7 separate regions of the Mus musculus genome follow, and regions 1, 3, 4, 5, 6 and 7 are each linked to region 2. A link is a contact called in public Hi-C, HiChIP or PLAC-seq and promoter capture Hi-C data. All regions are on one chromosome and are shown on one strand. The core of a region is the stretch at or near the end of the contact, and the rest is flanking DNA. Distances in the headings are between cores, read along the strand shown. Region 1 holds the start of Scn2b (sodium channel, voltage-gated, type II, beta). Region 2 holds the start of Ift46 (intraflagellar transport 46). Region 3 holds the start of Abcg4 (ATP binding cassette subfamily G member 4). Region 4 holds the start of Nlrx1 (NLR family member X1). Region 5 holds the start of Hmbs (hydroxymethylbilane synthase). Region 6 holds the start of Hinfp (histone H4 transcription factor). Region 7 holds the start of Scn4b (sodium channel, type IV, beta).

Evidence for each region. Promoter capture Hi-C pulls out the DNA fragments that hold promoters and counts their contacts. A called contact is a pair of places that touch in the nucleus more often than the background predicts. HiChIP or PLAC-seq counts read pairs in DNA pulled down with a chosen protein or histone mark. Capture Hi-C pulls out chosen DNA fragments and counts their contacts.
Region 1: an H3K4me3 HiChIP or PLAC-seq map of embryonic stem cells shows a contact between it and region 2, with 10 read pairs. The contact joins the promoter of Scn2b here to the promoter of Ift46 in region 2. A contact is called at or near these places in 1 of 39 promoter capture datasets (embryonic stem cells), 7 of 115 datasets of contacts at active chromatin or transcription factors (the 230-238 cell line, the SCID.adh cell line, bone marrow-derived macrophages and 2 more) and 2 of 9 other capture datasets (embryonic stem cells and liver).
Region 3: a promoter capture Hi-C map of neural stem cells shows a contact between it and region 2. The contact joins the promoter of Abcg4 here to the promoter of Ift46 in region 2. A contact is called at or near these places in 3 of 39 promoter capture datasets (erythroid cells, fetal liver and neural stem cells) and 1 of 9 other capture datasets (adipose tissue).
Region 4: a contact with region 2 is called in a promoter capture Hi-C map of erythroid cells, with 12 times the contacts expected there. The contact joins the promoter of Nlrx1 here to the promoter of Ift46 in region 2. A contact is called at or near these places in 1 of 39 promoter capture datasets (erythroid cells) and 1 of 9 other capture datasets (liver).
Region 5: a contact with region 2 is called in an H3K27ac HiChIP or PLAC-seq map of microglia, with 7 times the contacts expected there. The contact joins the promoter of Hmbs here to the promoter of Ift46 in region 2. A contact is called at or near these places in 3 of 115 datasets of contacts at active chromatin or transcription factors (embryonic stem cells, memory CD8 T cells and microglia) and 2 of 9 other capture datasets (adipose tissue and macrophages).
Region 6: a promoter capture Hi-C map of liver shows a contact between it and region 2. The contact joins the promoter of Hinfp here to the promoter of Ift46 in region 2. A contact is called at or near these places in 4 of 39 promoter capture datasets (the HPC-7 cell line, fetal liver, liver and 1 more), 1 of 115 datasets of contacts at active chromatin or transcription factors (bone marrow-derived macrophages) and 3 of 9 other capture datasets (adipose tissue, liver and macrophages).
Region 7: a Hi-C map of cortical neurons shows a contact between it and region 2, with 4 times the contacts expected there. The contact joins the promoter of Scn4b here to the promoter of Ift46 in region 2. A contact is called at or near these places in 7 of 39 promoter capture datasets (embryonic stem cells, frontonasal cranial neural crest, hippocampal neurons and 3 more), 1 of 15 datasets of contacts at CTCF or cohesin (embryonic stem cells), 5 of 484 Hi-C or Micro-C datasets (cerebral cortex, cortical neurons, embryonic stem cells and 1 more), 11 of 115 datasets of contacts at active chromatin or transcription factors (the SCID.adh cell line, bone marrow-derived macrophages, embryonic limb bud and 4 more) and 1 of 9 other capture datasets (liver).

Annotation. Positions count from the first base shown.
Region 1 is chr9:45,116,403-45,119,233 of GRCm38.p6, reverse strand. Scn2b (sodium channel, voltage-gated, type II, beta) reads right to left here and starts at 1,358. Exons shown (of 4, transcript NM_001014761.2): 1 at 1,141-1,358. The coding sequence starts at 1,210. All of the region lies in intron 1 of Gm10684 (predicted gene 10684), which reads left to right.
Region 2 is chr9:44,771,300-44,774,370 of GRCm38.p6, reverse strand. It overlaps Ift46 (intraflagellar transport 46), which reads right to left and starts at 1,362. Exons shown (of 12, transcript NM_023831.3): 1 at 1,198-1,362; 2 at 587-683.
Region 3 is chr9:44,286,832-44,289,953 of GRCm38.p6, reverse strand. Abcg4 (ATP binding cassette subfamily G member 4) reads left to right here and starts at 1,710. Exons shown (of 15, transcript NM_138955.3): 1 at 1,710-1,940; 2 at 2,489-2,738. The coding sequence starts at 2,501.
Region 4 is chr9:44,266,872-44,269,701 of GRCm38.p6, reverse strand. It overlaps Nlrx1 (NLR family member X1), which reads left to right and starts at 1,515. Exons shown (of 10, transcript NM_001163743.1): 1 at 1,515-1,722.
Region 5 is chr9:44,340,793-44,343,648 of GRCm38.p6, reverse strand. Hmbs (hydroxymethylbilane synthase) reads left to right here and starts at 1,268. Exons shown (of 14, transcript NM_001110251.1): 1 at 1,268-1,428; 2 at 1,578-1,631; 3 at 1,951-2,023; 4 at 2,385-2,434; 5 at 2,518-2,573. The coding sequence starts at 1,596.
Region 6 is chr9:44,304,343-44,307,199 of GRCm38.p6, reverse strand. Hinfp (histone H4 transcription factor) reads left to right here and starts at 1,529. Exons shown (of 10, transcript NM_172162.3): 1 at 1,529-1,584.
Region 7 is chr9:45,137,243-45,139,942 of GRCm38.p6, reverse strand. It overlaps Scn4b (sodium channel, type IV, beta), which reads right to left and starts at 1,319. Exons shown (of 5, transcript NM_001013390.3): 1 at 841-1,319. The coding sequence starts at 901.

The DNA.
Region 1 (2,831 bases), core at 109-2,608, 340 kb before region 2:
ACAGAGAGACAGACAGATTGAGAGAGCTTATAGTGGGACCTAATCTCACCTAAGATCCTTAAACTTGACCCTCAGGCACTACAGAGAGAATTTTAAGAGTGAGAGTAAAACTGTCCACAAGGCAGGTTTAGAGCCCAGCATGGTGGCACTTGTCTGTAATCCCATCACCCAGGAAGAGAAAGAGACAGGAGAATCACTGAAAGTTCGAGATCAGCCAAGACTACAAAGTGAGACCTTATGGGTTGTGGGGTGGGGTAGAGTCGGGAAGCAGGCCTACAAATAGCCTCCTAACATACCTGCCTAGTACGAGGTCTCTAGGTGTTCAGCTATGAAATTGGCTTTGGGACCTTACGACAGGGTGGTCTGCAAGGTTGGGCTGGACCACGGAGACTGGTTTTAAAGGAACTCTCCCTAGGTTCCACTTACAGTTTGCTCCTTTTCCCAGGATCCTGGGCACCTGACCTCATCCATTCCATCTGGTTCACACCAGGGGTGCCTGCCTCGGTAGCAGCTACTCTGGTGCCTCTCCTGCCAACCCGGAGCTGGTCCTTAAGCCTGATACCCACCTCCTCCCACACGCATCCCAACAAATTGGTGGGATAGGCTCAACTCTCTGCCCCCAACTCTCGAGAACGCGATCTCCTTTAAATCCACCAGATCCCAGGGAACGGGCTCACAAATGAGACTTTTAAAGAAGCCAGCAACTCCTATGAGATCTCTTGGGAAGTAACTGAAAATGAAAACATGATGATGATGGTGGTGGTGGTGGTGGTGGTGGTGGTGGTGGTGGTGGTGGTGGTGGTGAAGAGAAAAATCCCTGAAGAGACCGCAGAGCAGCCTAGCTCTGCCCCACCCCCACATGGGTCCACTTCAGGGAAATCTACAGGATGAACCACCTCTTGATAAATTTGACCATTTTCATCCCCGAGCAACACTCACCCTCTAGTCAACATTTCTGGGAAGGAGAAGCCCAGCATCCGGCAGTCCCAGCTGTCCCAGATCCCCAGCACGCCCCTTCCCAAGGACACAGAGGGAAGCGGCTCACACTCCTTCCCTCTTGCCCCCTCCCCCGCCCCCTCCTCTTTCCGCTGCAGCTGCACTTCTGACCCTTAGGAGCATGCAGATGTGGTTCTAACTTACCCAAAGAGAAAAACAGACTGAGCCCCGTGAGACTGAAGGCAGGGCGAGGTAGCCAGGCATCCCTGTGCATTTTCAGAGACTGTGACGTTAGGCGGGTGGGCTGTGGGAAAGGGTGATTGAGGGACCAAGGACCACAAGGTAGGAATGGTTAAATGCTAAAAAAGAAAATGCACGGATGTACTTCAAAGACATATGCAACATTGAGGAAGCTTTATTTCCATCTCTCTAATATGGCCGACTTGTATGTGGCTGCTAAAAAGAGAGGGGGGTGGTGTATAAGGGAAAGGAAGAAAAAAAAGGGGATGGAGTAAATATTGTGGTTGGTGGATTTCAGAAAGCAGGTGGGAGGGCATAAAAAAGATATTCCTGGAAGAAATTAAGTTGCCAGAAAATTTAGCCTCTAAACTCAGAGCTCAATCAAATTTTGCCTTCCTACTGCATTTGAAATGATTTTTAGACTTTGAAAATTGTTAGAGAATTCTAGGTGAGGTGGCACGTGCCTGCAATCCTAGCACTAGGGAAACAGAGACAGGACTGCCTTGAACTCATAGCAGTCCAAAGCTAGCCTAGGCTCCAAAGCAAGACCCTTGCAAGAGAGGGGAGGAAGGAGGGGAGAGAAGGAGAGAGGGAGGGAAGGAGGGAGAGAAAGAAAAAAGGAAAAAGAGAAAGACTGTTAGAGCCATCTGTTTTTATCAAAGGGCTGTAAGGAAGTCCTTTTTATCATATGAATACGCCCCAAAGGCCTGTGAGTTGATTCCCTGGGGAAAGTGCTTGTGGCCACTGCCAAGCATGATGACCTGAGTTTGATCCCCGGGAACACACCTGGTCACCCAGCAGAAGGAGAGAACTGATCCCTGCAAGTTATGGTCTAACCTCAACACATTAGTGGCACCTGTATACTCATGCTACATGCTCTCTCTCTGTCTCTCTGTTTGTCTGTCTGTCTCTCTCTGTCTCTCCCCAACACACACACACACACACACACACACACACACGGGGAGGGGCAAGAGAATAGATAGATCATACATACGTACGTACGTACATACGTACGTACATAGATGTAAACACCCAGGAAAGAGTTGCCTTTTGTTGTTTGGGTTCAGCGAAGTGGGCAGGAGGCTCTTGGAAAGTAATGACTTCCTCATTGCTCTAGCATTTCCGCAGAATACAGAACTTGTCAGAGAAGGCTGATGCACAAATGCCTAAGAGACTTTTACAAGAGAATAGAGCATGGACCTCTGAGGGACCCGGATTCAAACAAATCAACAAGGAAAGGAACAGGTTTTGAGACAAGGGGAGCAGGGAGCGAATGTAAACTGGACGTTGATTATGTCAACAAATAACGTCTAATGCTGCCGGGTATCATAAAGATAGTGTCTGTGTTTTTAACACCCGTGGGTAATGTAGCTGATGGTCCCAGATGATTGGTGGTGCCTGGGGCACACTTCCCTTGGCTTTGGTGTATGTTTGAAACTTGTTATTTCGAAGGAGGGGAGAATACAGGTTGTCACAAGTAGAAGTTAGGAGAGAAGTGGCCCTAAGCAAAGAGGAGAACAGAGCCAAGCGTATCACAGGTCCTTAAACAGCAATCATTTATTTAGCTGTGCACATTTATCTGTCCACAGTGAGGAATCACAATTTGATCTTAACGTTAGGTCCAATGTACAGGTGATAGATCAGAGCCAGGATTC
Region 2 (3,071 bases), core at 113-2,612:
GAAGCATCTTAATGAATTGTTAGAAACAAAAGCACAGTGAGCCAGGCTGGAGAGATGGCTCAACGATTGAGAGCACTGGCTGATCTTCCAGAGGACCCAGGGTTCAGTTCCCAGCACCCACACTAGAGCAGCTCATTACCATGTGTAACTCCAGTTCAAGGAGATCTGACAACATCCTCTTCTGGTCTCTGAGGGCACCAGGCAGGCAGGTGGTTCACAGAAAAACATGCAAGCAAATAACATACATACACATAAACATTTCTAAAATAGTAATTTAAAAATTAAATTAAATTAAATTTAAATTAAATTAAATTAAAAAATTAAAAAAACCCAAAACACAGCGAACCTGTGCCAGAATCTACTAGCAGTAACAGCGAGTTAAAAATGACAGGGGATAAGTTTGCACTCAAAGATCCCAAAATCTGATGGACTGGTTTCTCCCTCAACTAGTGAGAAAGCAAAATCAGCGCCAAGTTAAAGCAGGAGGTCAACACTTGCTAAGAGCTTGCTGAATACAACCTGAATCCTATCTGCGCCACTTGTTTGAAAATCACCTCCCTTTTTTTTGTCTCTCATCTTCTCTTACCTTGCTGTCCTGGGGTTGGAGTGCTAATACTGGCAACCTCTTCCGAGTCGTTAATCTCTAGACGCTCATCGTATGTCTGGTTCTCAACAATTTTGGTCTAAGCAAAAGGAAATACGATTACATAGCTCCTATCATGGGATATACATCCAGCCTCGGTGCAGAGATGCATTCACCCCGATCCAAGCTTTCCCCCAAAGGAAAGTTTCCTGACCCAAGAGCATTATTTAGCTAGCATTGGCTGGGTGCCAAGAGAAGTGCAGTGGAAAACGGTATCCAACCCTTCCCAGCAGCAACCCAAAAGCTCTACATAAGATGCAGGCAGGGAAGCACAGCATGCACAGCCAGACTGCGGCCGGCCGTCCGTCTCAGGTTTGGTCAGTTTTCGCACAGCTGTTGAGGCTTCTGCCAGAGGTGGAGGGTATGGGGATGGGACAGGATGGTCCTGAGAGAAGGCAAATTCCAGCCTCGGCCCCATCCACTAATCCTCAGAGCATCACCTCTACTTCCGCCCGTTTTGAAGATAGGATCCCACCGGGTTCTCGGAGAGTCAAGGATCCAGGGCAGTTGGTGGGGCGCAGAGAGCAAAGAACGCTGGCGGGAGCACCAATTACCTGTAGCCCCTCTGGATCCGTTTCTTCTATTTGGAAAGAACCCCAGCCGAGGACTGGGGTCTCACTCTCAGGCCCAGCCACTTCAAGGATCCCTAAGTGCAACAAGCCGCCTGTTGTCAGTCGTTAGGGAAAAAGATAAATAAATCAAAACAAAGCGAGAGTCTGAAGGAACGATCGCGAGACGTGCCCCGCCACTGCGCCGCCACCCCGCCCCTCTGCTGCGGCCGGTGGTGGCGGAAGCAGAGACGCGGCGCTGGGATAGAGCGGCCCCGGGCACTAGGCGGTCTAGCAGCCCGCTTATCTATGGTTTCCGCAACTGAGTCGGTTGTGACATCTAGTGGCCAAAGGTGGAAGGCCAGGCTAGTGGATTTCTTTTCTCCAACTAGAAACTGTCATCTCAAAGACAAGGCTCATTTGGCCTACAGTCTCTCCTAGATAGGCCTAATCCACAGTTTAGACACTCTTCAAGGAAAAGTCCAAGCATGTTTAAAAGCCCTTTTATAGCATCTCTGTGGCGCGATAGCCCTTTTCCTCGCGATACCCTATGTCACAGGAGCATACTTTCTCTTCCTTCATCTGAGATTAGGATTTATCTGTGTCCTGTGTTTTTACTTGCTAAAGAAAACTATGAGTCAGGCAAGCTGGTGCATAACTGCTATCCTAGCGCTTTGGAGGTGGAGGTAGAAGGATTAGAAGTTCAAGATCAGACTCAGTAAGTAACTTGGTAAATTTGAGGCCAGCCTGGGCTATTGAGGTCCAGTTTCAAAATTGATAAAAAATAATAATAATAAAATAAAATAAAAAATAACACAGCTGGGCGTGGTGGTGAAAGAGTAGTAAACTCAGTGCTCCAAGGTATGCTAATCATAAAACAGATAGTGACATTCCTCCACCCACCCACTTCCTGAGTTCAAGGAGTATTCATTCAAAGAAAGTCACCCTGACCATTACCGGAAGCTGCAATGCAAATGTGCTATTGTTAGGGGCTCTTAGAAACTGTCTTGAGAGTTAACAATTACCAGGTATTCCTTGTGACACCTGTGACTTTGTACTTCCTTGTGACTCTTACCTGGTATTTTTGGTATTTTCCAACAACGCCCTTCCCACCTCCTTGAGTTGTGGTTTTTCTCCTTTAAATACCCCCTTACTCAGCTACTCGGGGCGCCACAGTCCTCTACCCCTGCGTGGTGTATGACCGTGGGCCCGAGAGCACTCTTGAATAAAAATCCTCTTGCAATTTGCAACAAGACCGTTTTCTCGTTGGTGATTTTGGGGTGTCGCCTCTCCTGAGTCAGAACGTGGGGGAGTCCTCATGTTGTGGGTCTTTCAGTGGCACATGCCTTTAATCCCAGCACTGAGGAGGGAAAGGCAGACGGATCTCTGAATTCTAGGCCAGTCTCATCTACAAAGCGAGTTCCAGGAAAGTCATGGTTATACACAAAGAAACCCTATCTGGAGGCCACACCACCCCCCAAAATAATAAAAGAAAAAAAGAAAAAAAAAAGAAAAGCACACTGTCTATTCTTGCAGAGGTCCTGAGTTCAATTCCCAGCACCCACATCGTCGCTCACAACCCTCTATGAGAGGGATTTGATGCCCTCTTCTGGCCTGCAGATGTACATGCAGCAGGGCACTAACCTATAGTGTTCAGACCTACAATCCCAACTCAGAAAAAGAAAAATGAGAGACTCATACGTGCTTCTTTAAAAAAGAAAATCGATACCTAAAAATTGTACAGAGTTATGGGGCATTTTGTGTTGTTTCTATACATGTGTACATTACAAAATATTCAAGTCCTAGCATTTCTAGATTCTCAACCTTTTAAAACAAACAACTTGGGGCTGGTGAGATGGCTCAGTGGGTAAGAGTACCTG
Region 3 (3,122 bases), core at 461-2,960, 480 kb after region 2:
TAAAACCAGAGACTTTGGGTTTCGAACCTATCCTTTGGATTTGCTATGCCTGACCCTTTGGCATAATGCTTAATCTTCTTATTTCTCAGTTTCTTTTCTCCAAAGGAAAGTTAAAAAAAACCCTGCGTCATAGGCAGATCTCTAGAAGTGTGAGGCCATCCTGGTCTACTTACCAAATTCCAGGCCAGCCAAAACTACATAGTAAGATACTGTCTCAACAAAATAAAGCAAAAACCCTGCTTCATGGAGTACTAAGATTATCTGAGAAGAGTGTACAGTTTATAGTAGTTTTTCAGTAAGTACTTATGTTAGACAGGCCTGGTGACATGTTTATAGTCACTGCACCCAAGAGAGGGGGAAGACTGGGCAGTCAAAGCCAGCCTCAGCAACAGCCTGAGTTAGTGAGACCCTAACGCACGCGCGCGCGCTTACATACAAAGCAATCATTGGGGTATTGTCTATCATGAGGTATTGGAGATTAACTTGAAGAATAGAGGGTCCATCTGGAAAATTCGAAGATTGGTCCTGAGGAATGACCATAGGTGAGACAGGGATGAAGGGAAATTGGGAAAGATTGGATCCCAAACCCCCATGAACCTCATAGTCTCAGGGTGGGTGTGGACATGTCCTGCAGGGTCGCTAGTTTCCTGGGCTGCAGAGAGGTTTGGGCGAGGGTTGGGGGCTGGTGTTGGATTATTAGCATCTTCCGCTGCAGTAGCAGTGGAAGCAGTACCCAGAACCTAAGCCTACCTACCTCCTATCTGTCTCTGCATGTGACAGGCGGGAACTAAAAAGCTCAGGTCACGTGACTTACTGACCCCTTAAAGAAATAGAGGATAGGGCAGGCAGGAGCCAAGAGTAATTGAGAAAGGGCCAAAGCAAGTAGGCGGGGTGCGGGGGCGGGGGCGGTGTAAGCGCTCTGAGGACCCAGCCACGCTTGTAGGTGAGAGAGAATGTCCATGTCTATGAAAAGCCGTCCAAGACAGAATCTGAAGAGCTTTGTGTATGTATGGACTGCAGCCTCTTAGATCAGCCTATACTGGCTTGGAGACCTGAATCTGGCTGGTCGAATAGAATAAAGACTTTGATGGCCAAAGCAGGCTGTGACTGGGTCAAGGTTAACCTTGGAGCTGCCTGCAGGCTTTGTCATAACTACTATCCCCTGTCTCTTCATAACTAGTGTCCTCTTGAGCCCTTAGAGAGGGGGGATGTGAAGAGGCGTGAGAGGCTGTCTCAAAGTCTCAAGAATTATACATTCAAGTCCTTTGTACTTTAGGGTTGGGTGGGGCTGCGCTCCAAAGCTGAACTGCAAGAGATAAGCAATGAGGGGTTTGTGTATGCAGATAGACCGACAGCTTCCCAACCCCCCTGGGCACCTACCGCTCAAGGACCTGCCTCTCTGAGTAACATCAAGTCTCCCTCCCTTGGTGACCTCCGGGTTGACCTCAGTCCTAGGTCCAAAAAAGGGCCCCATTCGGGCCCCAACTCTGCAGGCATAGCTTTCACCACCTCCATCCTTGCTACTCGCGGAGTGAGGGGCAGTACGGGCCCTTTAAGAGCAGCAGGACCAGCGAGCAGAAGCTTGGAAGAGAACACTGCCGCCCGACTAGGTCCAGAGGACAGGCGCTGGGGACCAGACTACGAGAACCCGGCGGGTTCATCCAAGTGGGATCGCGGCGGGACCTCAACCATCTCTCCGCAACTGTGTCATCCTTTCTGACCCGAGCCCTGCCTTCCTCTACTGCCCGCCCTGGCCTAGCCCCGCCCCGGCCCGGGCCACCGGGACAGGGAGCCGGGGCGCGGGTGCCGCAGCCAGAGGCAGGTGAAGAGAGCCGGAGTGTCCACCTCCCGCGCCGCAACGCTGAGCATCCGGGTCGAACATCCCGGTTGAGCATCTCTGCTGAGCATCCTTGCGTCGCAGCGGCCGGAGACGCGTCAAGGTGACCAGGCGAGCAGGGGACAAGAGGGTCGGCTTGGAGGGTCTGGGGTCTGTCGCTGTTTGGGGGAACAGTCCGGAGGAGCGGGATGGGGAGGCCGGCCGAGGAGCGGTGCCAGTCCGTGCAGAGAGGGGCTCGGAGCCGAGGCCAGAGCCTCCCCCGGCCCACCCTGTGCCTCCTAGCTTCCCCGACCTCCGAGCGGGTGGTTACCCTCGCCCGGCCCCCAGGGACTGCTTGTCTGTGGGGTAAGGAGATTAAGGCCGCGGCGGGGAGGGAGGAGCGGGCACAGCTTCGATGGGCCAGGCGAGCAAGGCCAGGCTGAGACTGCCAAGGAACGAGGCGAGGTCGCAACTGAGTGTCACTGCACCACCGGGTGTGTGCTGCCCGAGTGCATAAGACCCGGCGGGAAAAGGGGTGCGGACAGTTGGGGGATCTGCCCGGAGAAGGAGGCTGGGGTGGGAGGAGTGGAGGCGGGGCAGCATCGGAAAGCTATGGCGCCTTGAGCAAGGGCTGGAGGGTCTGCCCGGAGCTAAGCAGGCCCTCTCCTGCAGGCCGGCTGCGTGATGGCGGAGAAGGCATTGGAGGCCGTGGGCTGTGGACTGGGCCCTGGGGCTGTGGCCATGGCTGTGACACTGGAGGACGGGGCAGAGCCCCCTGTGCTGACCACGCACCTAAAGAAGGTGGAGAACCATATCACAGAAGCACAGCGCTTCTCTCACCTGCCCAAGCGCTCTGCTGTGGACATCGAGTTCGTGGAACTGTCCTATTCCGTGCGGGAGGGGCCCTGCTGGCGCAAACGGGGTAGGTGGCAGCCCCATGGGACTCTCCCTGAGTTGCCTTTCCAGGAGCATAAGTCCTGGGGATACCCTACTCTGCGAGCTTTGTGGGCCCTAACCCTCACTGCACAACTGCAGTTGAGGTACAAGATCCCTGCTCCCCACATCTGCCAGCACTATGGGAGTTCAAACAGCTATTGAAGCTTTTTCTTCTAAATAGACCCTATGACCTCTCAATCTCTCAGTCTCTCTCAGTCTTCTCTCTCTCAGTCTCTTCTCTCTCTTAGTCTTCTCTTTCTCAGTCTTCTCTCTCTCTCAGTCCTCTCTCTCTCTCAGTCCTCTCTCTCTCTCTCTCTCTCTCTCTCTCTCTCTCTCTCTCTCTCTCTCTCTCTCTCTCCCTGCCTGTGAA
Region 4 (2,830 bases), core at 266-2,765, 500 kb after region 2:
GCTCTGTAGACCAGGATGGCCTTGAACTCAGAGATCCACCTGCCTCTGCCTTCTTGTACTGAAATTAAAGGCATGTGCTACCTCTACCCAGACTCTTTTATTTTTAATATTTAAAAAAATATGTGCAAAAAAATGTTCAGCCGGGCGGTGGTGGTGCACGCCTTTAATCCCAGCACTTGGAAGGCAGAGGCAGGTGGATTTCTGAGTTCAAGGCCAGCCTGGTCTACAAAGTGAGTTTCAGGACAGCCAGGGATATACAGAGAAATCCTGTCTCGAAAAACCAATAAATAAATAAACAAATAAACAAACAAATAAATATGTGTATGGGTATTTTGCATGCATGTGTATTTGTGTACCATATACATGCAGTGCCTGAAGAGGCCAGAAGAGGGCATCAGATCCACTGAGAATGGAGTTACAGATGGTTGTGAGCTGCTGTGTAGATGCTGGGAATGGAACCCAGGCCCTCTGGAAGAGCAGCCAGTGCTCCTAACGGCCGAGCCATTCTCCAATCTTAGAAGAACATCTCTTAAAATGCAAATATGCCCTTTTCCATGCTGCCCAGTGACTTTTTTCATTCTGACTTTTTAACAGCCAGTTCAAATGTCAGAGTCTCTGCTAGAGGCAGGTAGTAATTTTCCTAATAGTTTGCCTCGACTTCTGAAGAAATTCATTGTCAAGTATGGTGGGTCCCTGCATGACTTGCTCTGCTTGGCAGCCCAGGGTGAATGTTCAGTACTGGCCTAACACCACACATGGAATAAATGGACAATCGCCTAGATAAAATTATCACCATTGGCCTTCTGTTCCTATGGAGGGTAGACCACAAAAGCCTCTTCCCAGCCGGCCCTGAGGAGCCTCTCTCTCTGAGTTCTCTACTTCATGTCTGTTCTTTGCACATTGCACACCAGTGTTTGCATGTGGAGGCGTTCCTTGTTTGAAGGTCACTGTCAGCTTGGTTACGAGAACCTTGGGTGTTCCTTGAATGGAAGGGATGAGGGTTGGGGTTTTTAGAACACGGAAGTCCCAAGGCTAAAACCATGACGGGATGTCAGACAGGAAGAACAGGTTGGAGAAGGAAGTTATCTGTCGGTACCCATTCTTCCTTCCTGGCCAAAGTGGTCAGAGGCCCCCCTCTAGAGTCTTGGGACTGAATAACACAGAAGGGGAGGATCCAAGAAGGGCTGTCTTCTGCCTGGAGGTAAGCTACGTTTGTGAGCAGGAAGGGAAGTCATTATGCTCTGGGGATGAGTACCTAAGTGTAAGGAAGGCCTAGACCGGAGCTTTTCTTCTGAATCATCTACTTCCAACAGGGACGACCTGCGCCCGAGTCATTTTCTCTTCCACGCTTCCGTGTCTTCATCTGTAAAATGGGCTTCATCAAGTCCAGACTTGGAGGTGGATGAGGTCATCGGCTGGGCCTGACGCTTGGGAACCTGCAGGGGGCAGTACGGGAACCTGGGCCCTGGGAAGACCGGGTGGGGCCGGAGTCTCCGCCCCGCGCCAGCACCCCATTCCCCCTTCTGCGGGTCTTTGCTCAGTGCCCTCCAGTGTCCAGACCGGGCGGGGTGCCAGAGTGGGCCGGGCTGCGCGCTGGCTGGCGGGCGGAGGCGGCCTAGACGCGCCGTGCCGAGCGAGCCGGGGAAGCTCGGAGCCAGCGGGAGACGCAGGCCTCCTTCCCTCCGGGCCACGGCGACGGGCACCAGGGCCTAGGCAACCTGGGTAAAGGCCTAACTGGGTCGATCGCTCCTCCGGCCCCCGGCTGGACGGCTGCGCTGGGCCCCGGAAGCAAGAGCCGGGCAGCTGGGTCGCGGGAGCGGGCAAGTGGCACTGGGGATTCTGCCGGAGCTTGGGCGCTGAATACAGGCCTACTGGCAGCTTCACTTTGCCCCCCCGCCCCCAAGCCAAGTGGAAGTGGGAAAGCTATTTGGGACCCAGTTTGGTGGAAAAGCTCCGCAACTTCTGTTGCATTCCTTCTTTTGATTAGTGCCATGACAACTGCTCGATTAGAGAATTATCCTAGACCCTGCACGTCTTATCTTGACTCAGTGGACCTGGGGCTGATTGATGTCAATCCTGGGATTTGTCAGGTTTTCAGGACCTTTCTCTAATCCCCAGGTCTCCTGTTTCCAGCCCACTCAAGACCTCAGCCAGCTCCTGCTCTGGCTAGTTGTGCTCAGTGCAGCCTCTTCCTAAGTTTGCTTCCCTTCTGCCCTAGCGGCAGTGAGGGAGGCCACGCCAGCCTAGCCACATATGCATGTCAAGGAGCTGTGGGATGGGGTGGGCCAGAATAGACTCCTTGGGAAAGAGTACCTTGAGCAGTATCTTCAAAGAGTGTCTGGGATTCTGATAAAGTAAATGCTAACCAAAGTATAGGGACTGAGTTAGGAAGGTGAGAGCAAGAATCCAATAGTAGTCTTGGAGGATGAGGTGTGGGCTGGGGGCAAACCTGGAAAAATAGCTTGTGTGGGCCTGGGTTTCATAGCTGTCAAGTAGCTTAGGAGTTTAGGGAGCTGATTTCTGCAGGGGATGAGGGAGTGGAATAGGCCAACAGTGGAGGCACAGAGGACTTGAGGAAGTAGGGTTTTGTAAGGTCTGGAAGGATCTCTCTGAAATGATGAAATGAAGAGGCTGGCAAAAACCAGTAGGGAGAGATCTGTAAGACTGCCACCGCTGCCTGTGGGGGAAGGCTTCGAATAAAGAGCAAGGGAATAGTGTGTGAATCCAGGGCTTGGGGGAGCTCTGCCACAAAGTAAACAGAGGAGGGGGGCTGACGAGGCCAGGTTGGCATGGCTGAAGTGTGAGGCAGAGGCGGCACATCCTTGTGTCA
Region 5 (2,856 bases), core at 19-2,518, 430 kb after region 2:
TTCATTCAGGGGAGAGCACACCCCACTTCTTAAAACTGTATACAAACATCTTGGAGGTTACACGCCTTCTCCCGTTCACCGTTATGAAGTCACCCAGCCTTAGCCACCCACAAAAGTCCTAGTAGAGACACACCTGAATTGCTATTGTGAGCGGGGGAACCCACCCCTGGGCCTTGTCATTTCTGGCCTGCCTGGAAAGTTCTGAACTTGTGGGCAGGCTGCCTGAGATAAGGCTGAGCTGGGAAGCCTGCTTATCTCCTGCCCAGGCAGTAAGCAGTAGTCTTGGCTATGAAAACATTTTTAGAGCACAGGGTTAGGGTAGGAAGGCCTGGATTTCAGCACCCACTTTCTGTCTGTTCATAGCTGTGAGATGTTTAGACAGTAATTTGACCACTCTGCATCTTTGCTTCTGTGACACGGGTGGAAGTACCTACCCTGTCTAACCTAGTAGGGTTGTTGCAAGGACAATATGCAGACACGGCTCAAATGCTGTTCTGGGTCAATTAATTAAAAAACAAATTGTTTGAACTTAGCAATTCCTTTCTATGGGCTCCCTGTTGTCCGAAATTTCTGTGTTATTTCAAGCCCAGCTAAATTGCAAAGGCTATCTCAGAGTCGTTTGTTGGAGGGATCTTCAGCAGTGGAGTAGACTGGAGTCCAAGAGCAAGTTTTCACCTTCAGTGACCAAGAACTTGAGTGTCTGGTTATAGAAGAACCTGTGAGATGAGGAACCTGGTGCAGGGAAGGGGGACAATCTGTACAGTGACTCCTGTCCCCTTTGTATCAGACTGCAGAACCCAGTTCTACCTGCTTGGCCCTAGACACCTTTATCCAAGGCGCCTTAACAAAAGAAAGAGGTGTGTCCTTTTGAGCTCTTGGCTCTGGCTTAAGACACCAGAGGAAGCCAGTAGGCAATGACTGTTAGGCAGTTTATTCTTGTAGTCTTCTGGGACTTCTTGAGGCATGAGGTGGCCTTTAATTTAACAAGCCCTTGATGGGATGATGTTCCCAAAGTCACCCAGCCAAGGGCATGAAAGGGCTGTACATTAGCTTGGTTGATTTCAGTCCTTGTTAGGAGTACATCCTGGTGGTACTAAGGGATGCTTAGTGACTCACCCAGGGCTTAGTGAGGCCTTCTCAAGTGCCTGAGTTGTTGTGGACAGTGAGCTTGTTCTCTAGCAATGGGAGGCTTCGGCTGTCCTGCCCCAGCTTCTGTAGGCCCCACCCTCCAGCAGGGCCCACCCTCACTGTGCCGAGGCTGATGGGCCTTATCATTTTGCCCACCTGGCTGTGTGCAGCCCTCCCACTCAGAACCTCCTTGGCCAGGCTGGGCTTTGGGGCTCAGTGTCCTGTTGCTGCTGCCACAACAGATCCTATTACAGCTTTTCCTCTGGTCTTGCTTCTCTGGATCCCGTAGGAGGGCAGAAGGTACCAAGGAAGATTCAAGGACCAGTCCTGGGAGTCTCTCCTTCCTAGCAGCCTCACCTGCCTAGGACCTGGGAGTCCTCTTTCCTAAGCCTGTGATCCTAGTTCTTTGAATGAGGAAAAGATCGTAACCTAGGGACTTTCTTCTGCAGGAAGAAAACGGCTCAAAGATGAGGGTGATTCGAGTGGGCACCCGTAAGAGCCAGGTGAGTACAGACATAGCGCGTTGTCTCAAGAATTGTAATGCTCACAGGGTCACTAGTGGGACCCAGAGACTCACAGGGTCACTAGTGGGACCCAAAGGCTAGCATTGAGCAAATAAGAGTGTGTGAGAGTCGATTTCATGGGGTACAGAAAAGAGAGTCTCTGGAGCAGGGAAATGATTGGGGTACAGAGAAGGGACTCTCAGGGCAGGCCTCATGTGAGAAGTCTAACCCCTTTCATTGCTTTCTTGGTCCATATGAGGGTCTGAGCCTGGGCCAGTGGCCAGGGGAGGTGAGAAACCATCTGACTCTCTTTCCCCAGCTGGCTCGCATACAGACCGACACTGTGGTGGCGATGCTGAAAGCCTTGTACCCTGGCATACAGTTTGAAATCAGTAAGTTTTCTTGAGAGGAGTGATTGGTAGTGAACGGGAAGCCAGTGAACCGGAGGACAGGGCATCTCTGGCTTTGCCTGTGGTCAAAGCCTGCCTTGTAAGACTATTCTGGCTGCTTGTGAAGGGAAAGAAAGATTGTCTCCTGTGCACATCTCCTCCAGCTGCCCGGGCTAGCCTGACATTTCATACTTTCTGCTTTGGGTTCTTTTATGAGTATGTCTGCTTTTTCTGTCGGTGTGTGTATCTGAGAGAGTAGGGGCTGGGTCTTCTATGCCTCAGACTCCACTGTGAATCCAGTCAAGGCCTGAACGAGGGGTGACTCAGTAGGTGTTAATGGGTATCTGATTGACTCTCTCCTCAGTTGCTATGTCCACCACGGGAGACAAGATTCTTGATACTGCACTCTCTAAGGTAACGCCAGTCCTTGTCCCCATTCTTCTTGTCCCTCTCCCACGTGTAAGGGGTTCACTCTGAGGCTCTCTCTTGCCTGGCAGATTGGAGAGAAGAGCCTGTTTACCAAGGAGCTAGAAAACGCCCTGGAAAAAAACGAGTGAGTGAGGATGGAGGAATGTGGTACCCCGAGCCTAGAACCCCAAAGTGGCTCCCCAATATTGGCAGGACTGTCGGGTTAGACTGTGGAGCTCACAGGCTTTCACAGAGGAGAGAGCCTTGCCTTGGAGTAGCCTAACTACCTGGGGAATCAGACTGTCTGGGGAAATGGGGTAGAGTAGTTGAGAAGAGACCAGGTCTTAGATCTTAAGATGCTATCTTCCTGAACGGTCAAGGATGCTGGGGTGGGTGGTGGAGGTAAGGTCACCTACTCAAAGCCTCTC
Region 6 (2,857 bases), core at 280-2,779, 470 kb after region 2:
CATTTTTTTTTTTTTCGAGACAGGGTTTCTCTGTGTAGCCCTGGCTGTCCTGGAACTCACTTTATAGACCAGGCTGGCCTCGAACTCAGAAATCCGACTGCCTCTGCCCCTCGAGTGCTGGGATTAAAGGCATGCACTACCACGCCTGGCTTGAGCATGGCAATTTTAAATTCTGAATTTCCTTCACTGGATTGTGTGACTGTGACTGGTTTATAAAAACGAAGAAATAGGCGCAACTGGTCTTTCTCACTGGGTAGTGTAGACTGCACAGTAGTAAGCACAAATACAATATATCATAATAAGAAGAGTCAATTCTCAGGCAAAGGACCGTCTCCATTGAAAACACAAGAATGGCTAGTTACGTAATGGGAAGTGGGAAGGGGAGACTTTCAGGGGAAAACAAGTGGACACATGGGAAGTAAAAGGAGGCACAGTGTGGTGGGGAAACTGAAATTTGTGTCTGAGGTGCAGGAAATGAGGTCCAAGACGCAAGATAGGATTTGAGGTAGGCAGCACCCAGATGCTGGCGTTTGGAAATTCTCCATTTGGTTTGGGGCCATTGTACTGAAGGCAACAGAACGCCTTTGAATATTTTACACAGAATTCTGACTTGATCGAGTCTGGTTTTGTTAAAGATCACTTTGCTGGGCTCTGTGAAGGATGTCTTGTAGAGAAATTAAGCACTGGGGCATGTTAAATGAGTGTGGAGTTCTGGAATGGGTGTCATTCGTCGAACAGAATGGAAGTGAAGATAGAGGAATATGGATGATCACGTGTTAAAGAAAGTAGACTTCGGCCGGGCGTGGTGGTGCACGCCTTTAATCCCAGCACTTGGGAGGCAGAGGCAGGCAGATTTCTGAGTTCCAGGACAGCCAGGGCTACACAGAGAAACCCTGTCTCGAAAAAACCAAAAAAAAAAAAAAAAAAAGAAAAAAGAAAAAAAAAAAAAGTAGACTCCGGGGCTGGTGTGTGTGTGTCTGTTGGTAGAGCATTTGTCTAGCAAGCAGAAACCCTTGAATGAATCCCCCAGTATCCCTTAAACTTGGTGAGGTGGCGCACTTAGGCAGGTGGGTCTCTGTGAGTCCAAGGTCAACCTGGGGTACGGTACATAAAACAGAGAAGACTTAAGAAAATCAAAGATGAAGGTGGTGCCCCAGTGTAGGCGAACTACCTAGACAACTAACCGAACTACAAACACCGTGAGGAAGATGACAGACAAGGCCGGCCAAACTAGGCGCATGCCCAGTGGGTGGTCGGCGCGAGTTTGCGCAGTAGTGGGAATTCAAGCCTCAAAGCTTCCCGCCTGCGCACAGTCGGGAGCAGGCCCAACCCACTTTTGAAGGTGACGCGAACTTCAGCCACATCCGGTCGTCCCTCACTCTCCCCCTTGGGACTCGGAGCCCTCTCCGGGACGATTCCCGCCTCTTCCGTGTTTTGGTGCGCACGGGCTCTGACAGACGCAGCGGCCATTGGCTGTCGGTCGACTCGAGAGCGGCGATTGGCTGTCGCTGGTCGTCGCTCAAACGCCTCGGGGTAGATGGTGTGAGGTGGGTGGGGCGCTGGGCAAACCAGCGGCGCTGGCAGGTGAGTGGAGGCTTGCGGCTCCCGTACCTTGGCGGCTAAAGCGGCTCTCTCCGGAGCCTGCGGAAGGCCGGGCTTCCTGGAGCCGCTCGGTGTGGCGTCCGTGCCGGCCCTTAGCCTCCGCGCCCTCGGGCTAGGGGGTCTCTGCGGCTGGACTCCCTCGGCACCACGCTTGACGCCGGGGATCCCGGGAAGCTCTCCCGGATGGGCTACTTCCTCTGAGTTCTAGCTACCTATCCTCCGGCCTCAGCGCCCAGGCGAGGCTGCCCACCGGCCTTTTCGTGTCCCGATCTCCCTGGTCCTGCGCCTTGGATTGGTTGCGGGGTTCAGCCGTCAGATCCTGGTCTGTGAGTCCTTGTTTAGGACCTGGGCCTTTCTTCTGGATTGTGGCTCAGAGTTCATTGGTGCCTGGCGATAGAGTATATACTCTCCTGATAATTGTTGATGGGATGGTTTTGTACTTTGACTAGTGATGAAATGTCAGGTAAGGATCCTGGGGGGGTTGGATGCTTCTCCATCCCCTAATTAACACTCAGAAACAAGGCTAGATGTAGCAAACCCTTAGTGAGCCTCAGTAGTGCATTAGGCCCATATGGCTTAAGTAATTTAAGATCACAAAACTAAGGAGTTTCGTTTTATTTTCCTTCTCCATCCTTCTGACTTCCTCTTCAGACAGATACACCCTTAGACATAATGTGATGTCCGTGGTGGCTTTCTTTTTTGTGAGACCATCTTAACTTTGTGGCTCTGGCTGTCCTGAAATTCTCAAGAGATCCTGTCTCAAAGACTGGCAACGCCACCCTGTTCCCCACCACTTGATTAGTGGTGTGAGCATATGTGAGTGAATGGTGGTGGTGGGGTTCCTGGGGTCATATTCAGGTTGTCAGGCTAGTGTGACAAGAGCTGCTTTCCCCCACTGAGCCATCTCACTTCTGCAGAATTGTCCCTTTAATGTCCCTCCTAGAAATTTTGCATCAACCTTTCACTTTGTTCTCGTTCTTTTAAACTACATACTTATTATATACTTTTGTTTTGTTTTGTTTTTAGAGACAGGGTTTGTCTGTGTAGCCCTGGCTGTCCTGGAACTCACTTTGTAGACCAGGCTAGCCTTAAACTCAGAAATCCGCCTGCCTCTGCCTCCCGAGTGCTGGGATTAAAGGCGTGCACCACCACGCCCAGCTTATTATATTCTTAAAAATGTTTAGTAAAGTATAGACACTGGAGTGTAAACAGGGCTCCTTCAGTCAAATGGAATCTACATTTTAACGTTAAAGGA
Region 7 (2,700 bases), core at 70-2,569, 370 kb before region 2:
AGGCACAGGTGCCAGAGACGGAGTCAGCTTACATTGGAAGTCAGGCTGTGTAGAAGATTAGATTCTGGTCTGGACTAATAAATACCATTGCTTAATCTCTTGGAGTTTGACACTCAAAACCATCATGTGAATATTAATAGATAGCCATAAGAGTCTATACCCTCTGTGTCCTCTGGGCCTGACTCCTCTCTCTTCCCAGCCTTCCCCAAAATGAAAAGCCAGTAGCAAGCCAAACAGGTCTTTCCCCAAAGAAACCCTTTAAAGGAAGAGGGACAAGGACCTTCTGAAAAGGTGGCCTTTGAGTGGTCCTCTGGGTTCTTCTAAGTCCTTCCAGCATTTGAAAGAGTGGCAATGGACACCAGAAAGGAAGAAGTGGGGAGAACCTGGCGAAGAGTCGGGAGGGAGACCCTCGTCCCCCATTGGAGCATTTCCTGCTGCCAGGGAAGCAAGCAAGTCAATAGTACTAGGCAAGAGCGGCAGACACCGCTACACCTGCAAACTCCCTGGAGCCCCCACACTCAAGGCAGTAGACACCCCAGCCCCCACCCCACCAGCATGCCTTAACTCCGGTCTCAGGAGGATTTCCCTGCTGCAGCTCCAACACCTAGCTCCAAAAGGCATCAAAGAAAGCAAGAAACTCACTGCCCGGGTGGCAGGGGTTGGGGAAAATGCACAAGGTTCCCAGGGAACATAGTCTTAAAGCTAAGGGTCCGGAGGAAGACCGGCATCCCAATCATTTGGTGCCACCTTGTCTAAGGCACTTCTCTTCACCTCCTTCAGGATGGGGTGGGGTTAAGAAAGAGGCGAGAGAGAGAAATGACAAAGCTGGGGCTATCTTACCCAAAAGCCCAGTGCCCAGCCATCTCGCCTGAGTATTGCCTCGGTTCCCAGCCCGGGACATGGTCCTGTTCTCTCTGGAGCGCTCCGGGGGCTTGGGATGGAATAGTGGGGACAGCCGGGCTCTCCACCCGAGGTCGTCTGTGGGCCCCGCAGCTGCCAGGGGAGCTCCGAGCCGCGGGTCGGGGCTCCGGAAAGTTAGCCGCGAGAGAGCGAGACGAGGGGGAGACCAAGGAGGGGGAGGCGCGCCCGCCGCCTCTTGGAGCCGGCTGCAGGAGCCGGGGCTGGAAGGGGGAGGAGGAGCCGGAGCTGAAGGGAGGACGCCGGGGCGAGCGGCACTGCGATGCGCCTCTGCTCTGGAAGCGCTCCAGCCGCAGGAGGGGCGGCGTCCCCGTCGGTTTCGCACAGTGCCCGTTGCGCCGTGTATCACGGCCGTAGGGTCCAGCCTGGGCAGCCCTCTTCCTCTCCAGCGGGACGGGAATGCTGCGGCTTGGCACTGCAGGGCCAGCCCGCAGACGCCCGCATCATCCCAAGCGCCGAGCTGCCAATTAGGAGAAGAGTTCACGGGGGAGTAGAGGTGGAGCTTTTAGGTTTGTTGGAAGGCTGTTTTTGTTCCGCTCAGAGAACACGAGTAAGGGCAGCGGCTGCCTCTCCGGGGACCGCCGGGAGGACATCCGCAGCGGGCGCTGCCGCAGCCGGTGGGCGTGTGCCGGCTTGCCCGCTGCGGACGACCGGTACAGCCCTGAACCAACACGCGTCGCCTCCAGCCGCGCCGCTCATTCGCTCTGCGGATGGCTTTTAGGCTGTGGCAAACCTAGTTTCCCCTGCAAAGTCTCCTGCACGCCGCCCACCAACCCATTTCTGCACAGACTCTTTGCTTCTTAGAGGGTTGGCAGGCAGTCACTTGGAGACAGCGTGCTTTGCCCCCAGCGCGGGGAGGCGGGGGTGGGGAGGCAACCGTAAACACCAAGAAGGTCCCCCCTCAAGACCTCTAGTCAACTACTCAAGCTACCCTCCAGGACAAATCCTCCTCACTGTCCGGAGACCAGTTAAACCTTGGAAATACACCCTCCACCTCGCCACACCCTCCACCCATCTTCCAACCCGGAGTTCCTGAAAGGCTTCAGCGCCATAAGAGACCATTGAGGTTGTATACAGAATGTTAACTGTCTGCGGGGAGAACCTTGTTTTCTTTTGCTTCGTTGGTTGTCATGGTAGTTGAACAGCTCTGATGCCCTGTGTTTGCTGCTGGAGAACTCTGAACAAAGCACACAACTTTTCTGGAGAATTCTGCTGTCTGCTGGATGGTGACCCCATGATATTTACCTCCTGATGCAAAATAGCATCATCCTCAATGCTAGGCAACAGGGAGGGCAGCCCTGGGCTCCTAGTTTTAGGGGACCTCATGCTAGCCCATGAGTCCAGGGAACACACCTCCTCTGAGTTCTAAAGGGTTCTGGGGATCCAAGAATCTAGTGTTTCCCCTAGGGGTTGCTGAGTTGGACTCCTCTTGGATAAGTTTGATAAGCAGGTGGGTGGTTCCTGAGTGGAACCCCAGTCGCTGCAGGACCAGTCACAAAAGCAAGATGACTGGGGAAGAGTCTGAAAAGAAATCCCATCTTCTAGGCCACCATGGAAAAGCAGTCAGAGGCCGAGGATGGGAGATAAACTTTACTTAATGATCCTGAGTTGCTGTTCCTGCTGTCATTGCTGTAGTGGTGGTGGTTTTGAGACAGGAGTTCTCTGTGTAGCCCTGTAGGCCAAACTGTCCTGGAACTCAGAGATCGCCCTGCCTCTTCTTCCCCTTCCTGAGTGCTGGGATGAAAGGTGTTCTCCACCACGCCTCTATCCTGATTTATTACC